2 separate regions of the Zea mays genome follow, and region 2 is linked to region 1. The links are chromatin contacts, called in public Hi-C maps. All regions are on one chromosome and are shown on one strand. Each heading gives the region's core, a stretch centred on a gene start, on an enhancer-like site or on the middle of the called end of the contact. The rest is flanking DNA. Distances are from core to core; before and after follow the strand shown. Region 1 holds the start of LOC118472054 (OVARIAN TUMOR DOMAIN-containing deubiquitinating enzyme 12-like). Region 2 holds the start of LOC100502277.

What was found. A called contact is a pair of places that touch in the nucleus more often than the background predicts.
Region 2: a contact with region 1 is called in a Hi-C map of endosperm, with 5 times the contacts expected there. The contact joins the promoter of LOC100502277 here to the promoter of LOC118472054 in region 1. A contact is called at or near these places in 3 of 25 Hi-C or Micro-C datasets (bundle sheath, endosperm and leaf).

The regions. Positions count from the first base shown.
Region 1 is chr5:127,121,197-127,124,412 of Zm-B73-REFERENCE-NAM-5.0, reverse strand. LOC118472054 (OVARIAN TUMOR DOMAIN-containing deubiquitinating enzyme 12-like) reads left to right here and starts at 1,573. Exons shown (of 7, transcript XR_004849553.1): 1 at 1,573-1,915.
Region 2 is chr5:127,261,815-127,265,030 of Zm-B73-REFERENCE-NAM-5.0, reverse strand. It overlaps LOC100502277, which reads left to right and starts at 1,471. Exons shown (of 1, transcript NM_001196754.1): 1 at 1,471-2,778. The coding sequence starts at 1,649. The coding sequence ends at 2,155.

The DNA of each region.
Region 1 (3,216 bases), core at 324-2,823:
CCACAACGTGGTGGGCAATGGTCTGACGATATCGAGGCCCCAATACTGCAGTGGCCAGGTGTGGGTGATGGGTTTCGTAAATTGCAAGGGGGCACTCATTCGAGGTGAGAATTTTTGGCACGCCTCACACGAGCGGACCACTCTGTTGGCTGCACACACAATGGCTGGCCAGTAGAAACCTTGTCGCCTGACACTAGCGGTGAGGGACCTTGGTCCCGAGTGTGATCCTCATGTTCCTCTATGGATTTTGCGAAGGAGTTCTATGCCTTCGACTATTGTGATACATTTGAGCATGGGTTGGCTTATTCCCTTCTTGTATAGTTGTCCATCTATCACAGCGAAGCCACGACTTCTGTGTTTAAACCTTTTGGCTTCGCTTTGGTCTTCGGTCATTATCATATGTATGATTCTGCGGTCGTCGGGGTCTGGTGTTATCTGCAGGCCTTCAGGGTTTCTTACAGCTGGTGTGCCGATTGTGTGGAAGAACACGTCAGATGGTCGTGGGTCGCCTTTCGCTACTGCTTTTGCCAACATGTCGACCTCTTCATTCTTGTTCCGATCTATGTGCTGCAATGTTAATCGTTTGAATTGTTTTTCAAGGCTTCGCACGACCGAGAGATATTGCAACAGCACTGGTTCTTTGGCAGAGCAGTCCTTTTCGATTTGGCCGGCGACTATCTTGGAATCAGTTTTGACTATGCATGTTGTCACCCCTAGGTCTCGTAGCTTGTGGAATCTGAGGATGATGGCTTCGTATTCTGCTATATTGTTCGTGCATTTGTCTTATTCAAGTGTGAAACGAAGACGCGTGGCATGTCTGTATTTGATGTCTGTGCGAAGCCGGTGTGGCTCCATGTAATACCCAACTTTTATAAAGAGGTGGAGAGAATATTCCAATATGAATATGCTTGCATTGATGATCACATGTAAAATAAATGGAAATAAATCTTGCATAACATGCTGGTGTTTTGTATGAGGTGCATCTTAATAAGAAGCTAAGGATTAAAACCCTACTTAAATTCAAAATTCAAAAGAGGAGGAAATGGGAAAATTAAAATAAAAAAATTAGAAACAAAATTCAAAGTAAGTTAAATATCCCTTTCAATAATAATAGGAAGAAAGATAAATAATATTATTGCCACTAGCAGGATTAATATTCACAATATGATTATGTTTGATGCTTGGAAATCTGAGGTTTAAAACGATGACTTAGATTTGGTTTGAAATCTGGAATTAAGATAAAGGAGAATAGAATATAAAAATAAAAAGAAAAAAGAAAGAACGTCTAGTTGGGCCTAGGACTGCGCAAACGGCCCATTTGACCTCTCTACCGCGCGGCCCAGTTAACCGAAGTCAGGCGCCGCCAGGTGGGACCATCTCATCAGTCAGCTAGCCGTGCTCTGCATCTCGCGCGCGCCCGACGCAACTATCACTCTGTGCGGCTAGACACTGGGACCCACGCATCGCCTTGTCGTGTTCGCTGTCGTGTGGGACCGCCGTGTCGGGTCCGTCCCCTTCCAATTCGAGCGCTCGGGCGGGACCTGATCGCTGCCAGCTCAATACGACGGGATCTCGGGCAAGTTGTTGCCCAGCAGGCCTATATGAGTCTCCACGCACCACTATCTTCGCCATACCTCGTGCCACCGCCTCGCTGCAACCACCGAGATACCGGGCGACCGCAGAGGGCCATACGACGAGCGCCGCGAGAGGAACAGCGAGACACTGTCGTCTACAAGTGAGAAGGACCACCCTCTCTGCGCGGTGTGTGCATTGGGTAATCCCCGGAGTGCCCTGAGCGTGGACGTCACCGATTGTGGTGGAAAGCGGGACCGGGTCGGGTGGAATTCCTCGACGGAGTTGTCTCAGCGCCAAGCTGCCCCTTACGCCAACCAGATCCTTGCATCCCCCTCCACCGGTGAGAGCCCTTCTAGTACCTCGTTTTCATGCAAGCTAAGTATTGAATCGACGGGTAGGAAGGATTAGGTCATATAGGGTCGAGAATTTCTCGTCGTTGTTGAATGTCGCCGCAGCTCTATGTTTTGCCGAGGGATGTGCTGGTTGTGCCACCCCCAGGGGTACTTTGGCCACCACCATGATCGTGTTGTTCCTTGCATCACGAATAGTATATCGATTGGTGTGTAGCGCGTCGGGGCATGGATTGGCCGCGGGACTGCCGGGTCGTGGCGGGAGGACCACCGCCTAGCTCGGCCAGAGGTTGAAGACGGATGTGAGGTGTCCATACTCCATCTTGTGATCTGCGGCTAGGATTAGAGTCTTCGTACAGATTCAGTGAGATCAATCCGGTGCGTTGATCTAGGATTGGGAGGTCTTGGATCGGCCGAGCGATTTAAAATCCGGGCCGTTGAACGGTAATCCGGTGTCCAGGGCTGCGTACCAATTCAGACCCGATCTACGACCGTCATGGGCCAATACGACGAACAAGACGCATCCATACCCTTTCGCTGTGGTTAGTTTGCAAAAGAGTCCTTGATGAAATAGAAAAATGAACCCACCATCCTTCTCCAGTCGGAACACATTAAAACTGAGCCCATATTAATTGCACCTGGGTCCCCAGAATTTCTGGTATTTGTGCCCTCAGTCCAGTGCGATTGGAAATATTCAAAATAAATACAGAAAATGAGAATAAATCTACTAAACTTGTAAATTCCATATCTTCTTTGTGTTAGCTCCAAATTAATTCATTCCAGTTGCATTAAATTCATAGTGATATTGTCTACCATCTAGGAACCTTATTTTGTTATGAAACCTAAGTTGAAATTTATGCACTCATTTTATTTATTATTCAGCACTTAAGACTTCACAAATCATAACTCTTTAACCGTAACTCCGAATTTAGTGGTTCTCGAACCTTGTAAAGCCCAAAATTCGAATAAGAAAAAAATTATTAAAATAAATAAATAAAATAGTAAATTTAGATATCTCAAATTAAACTTGAGCTTTGAAAATTGAGGACTGAATTTTGAAACCAAGAATTATTTTAGAAAATAAGTAATAGAAATGTTTTCTATTCAACTAAATGATTATTCATTTCATTAACTGATGCACTATAAGCATTTATTTATATGAATATTAAATTTAGATGACTCAAGTCGAGACTAGATTTTATTTTAAGTCTAATACATAAAATTTAAAATCAGAAAATAAATAATAGAGAGAATACTCCTTGCTCGAATATTATCTTTAGAGGGTCAACAT
Region 2 (3,216 bases), core at 222-2,721, 140 kb before region 1:
GCCGTCAGATCTTATCGAACGGTCTAGATTTGAACTAGCGTGGGCCGTTGATCTCAGGATGATCGGACGGGATTAGATGTTGTGTAATGTTTTGACCAAGACGATTTCAGCCGTAGATTCGAGATCCAGTGATGAATGTTAAATCCTCGACTCATTAAATCCTTGCCATCGGATCTAGATCGGGCGACTTTGGGCGCGTACCGGTTTGGCCGAGATCCGATCTAATCCGTGCCCTCGGCTGGTGATCCAACGGCCAGAATCCTACGATACCCCTTCGCGGGACAAATTCGCATAAGAACCCTTATGTTTTTATAGAATAAAATTGTAACACCCCAGGTGTTACTATACGTTTAACAACGACTATGGACGTAAGTACGAGATATCGGAATAATATCCTGAGACACTCGCCTTTGTTTGGAACAGCCTTATGTTATCGCTGATATGGATAGGAGTTACATGCTTCTCTACTCTTAAAAGTATTTCACTCCGAATCTCAGGACGAGATTCTTTCAAGGGGGAGGGTTGTAACACCCCAGGTGTTACTATACGTTTAACAACGACTATGGACGTAAGTACGAGATATCAGTAAGAATAATAGTCTCTATATCCTAATTATATTCGCCTACCAGTATTCTGGTATCACTTCATCTATGTCTATCGGGACTGTCCAAAATATTTCACGAAATTCGGACTTTAGTAACCTTCATTCTGGTGTTGTTTAGACTGGTCGAGAGCGTGAATGCGATTTCAGAAATAGTTCGAGTTTATAATTTCGACCGCATTCATGTCCAAAAAATATAAGGCGTAGAGTTATTAATCGAATCGCTCTCTTGTCAAATGTTTGGATAGCGGTTAGCCGATTCACTTTCCTATTTAAAAATCTGAGATAATTAGAGTTGATATTGAGTATTCGTAAGTAATCTGTTCCACTGTCTACAACTATGGAAATTTATCTGATCCTGAAAATACCTACCAATTTTAGCATAGTCCAAAAATATTAAAATTGATATTGTTTGGATGGGTGTGTTTGTATATCGTTCGGATTCAAATTCCATATTTTTCACTTATTTGAGTATTATATTGTTAAAGTTTGGAGAAGAAAAATCTGAATTTTCTTATTTCTATGTATCCATCTCCAACTAATTCTCATTCTACTTAAACAATGACTCACAGAAAGTGTCTCTGGTATGTTCCTTGGAAAATCTCAAACCGCCATTTCTGTTTTGCCTCTATCCTGGACGTATGCTACTTCTACACGTTGCTTCCTCCTTAATCCTTATCCTCTCGCACAGCAGAAAAATCTTCAGCCGCTGCTCATGGTGTTGATTTTTTTTTCTGTTACGCGGTGTTGGTTTTTCCTGCGCGGTGCTTTACTCCCTGGATATTTTCAGCATCGTTCTTATCCCAGCGTGCGCACGCGGCCATTCTGTCTCTCGTGCTTATCTCTCTGCTCGCTCATCTCTCTGGTGTCCATCCCCAGCCCACCGAGCTCCCTCCATCTTGCTCCCCATGGCCGAGCGCCCTCCCGTCCTCCAACTCGCCAGCGCTTGGCTTCCTGCTTGCCAAGTCCATCTCCCTCCCTAGCGCTGTCCCACCTCCTGCTCCTCCACGGCGCTCAGTTCCAGCTCGCCGGCTGTGCAACTCGCCCATGGCGCCCATCTCTCTGGCCGCGACCTCCCTGCTCCTCCTTTCCCCAGCCGCGGTCTTCCCTGCTCTAGCCCAGCCGAGCTCGTCCCTGCGCGCGTGTTCTCCTGCGTCCAGCCGAGCGCGCGAAACTTCTCTGCTCACGGCACTCCCTGTCTGCTCGGCCATGGTGAAACCCTCCTTACCATGGATGCCGGAGTTCCTCTGCTCGTTCTCATGGCCGCCGTCGAGCTTCCGGCGCGCGCCCATCTCCTCTGCTCCCCCGCGCGCGTCCTGGGACTCTCCATCGCGCCGATCTGTGCCCGGCCGTGGCCGTCGAACTCGCCCAGCTCGGATTTTTGCTTGGTCGCCCGCCGTTTACCAGTACCGTGGTCTCGCTCGGACGCGTACTGTCAAGATTGTTCCTGCACGCACGCCCTGGTACCCCTGCTCGCTGTTGGGCCGACCGTCAGCAGCTTCCCGGCCTCCGTCGTGCTCAGCAGCGAGTAATTTATGTCGGAGCAGTTACTGAGACGCCCTCCTTTGCGTCGTGCTCGCCAGATCAAGCCTCGCGTCGTCGATTTGCGCAGTTCATGTTCGGCAATCGGTTTAGTCTCCGTCGAACTTCTATTTACCGTGACGCCGAGCTCCTTCAACACTGCCCCACTCCGTTGTCGTTATTCCGTCGCCTCACTTCGATGTCAGTTCCTTCATGACATCTCCTACTTGTGTTCGCGCCGACAAAAGGATCCTAAGAGAATGTGGAAAAACAAGCCCCAAGTTGATGCCTCAAATACTCGACGAAAAGCCTGAACTATAAATTATCGTGGTTCTTGCAGAGTTCGCGTCGAATTTAATTTTGGATGAGCTGATTTGCTACTACTATTATTTTGTTTTAATGAATAGATTGATAGATATGTAGGTTGCGATGATTTTTTTTATTTAGTATAGGTACGCTTAGTAATTATGGCTAGCTCCGTTGTTGTGTCCGTGTGCTGTTACGTGACAATATAATTGTTTTTAGAATAATGAAGTAGTTGAGTCAGAGATTGAGGTTTAAATTTTAGATGCATAATTATGCAAAATATAGAGGTAGACATGGATGCGATGTATGATCTAGTTAATGACGAGACAGATAAGTTTAATATTTTAATCAGCTAGCTAGCAGGAATTTGCAATGTATTTATTCCTATTTTAATTATTTGAGGGAGTCAATATTCTATATCAATAATATTCTATATCAATAATTAGTATAATCGGTCTATGTTTATGATCGGTAAATGTTGTAATCAATTAATGTGCTATACAAATGAATATGGAAAATAGTTTAGAAAACTAGTTAAGTTAGTTTTAAGTATGATTATGGTCGATTGTGGTTAGCATCGTCGACATGTATCTTATATATCTTAATTTACAAAATGGAAACATATGTCTAGTGTAATCGAATTGATCTGATGCTTGTGATTACTTGCGTTCAATGGTGAATTAATCACATTGTATAATGATCGTCAATTGGTAGGTGATGTGAATGGTGCCTCGATGCATGTTTTGATATAGGACTTGTGTTTAGTTTATTATCACTTGATTTTTGAA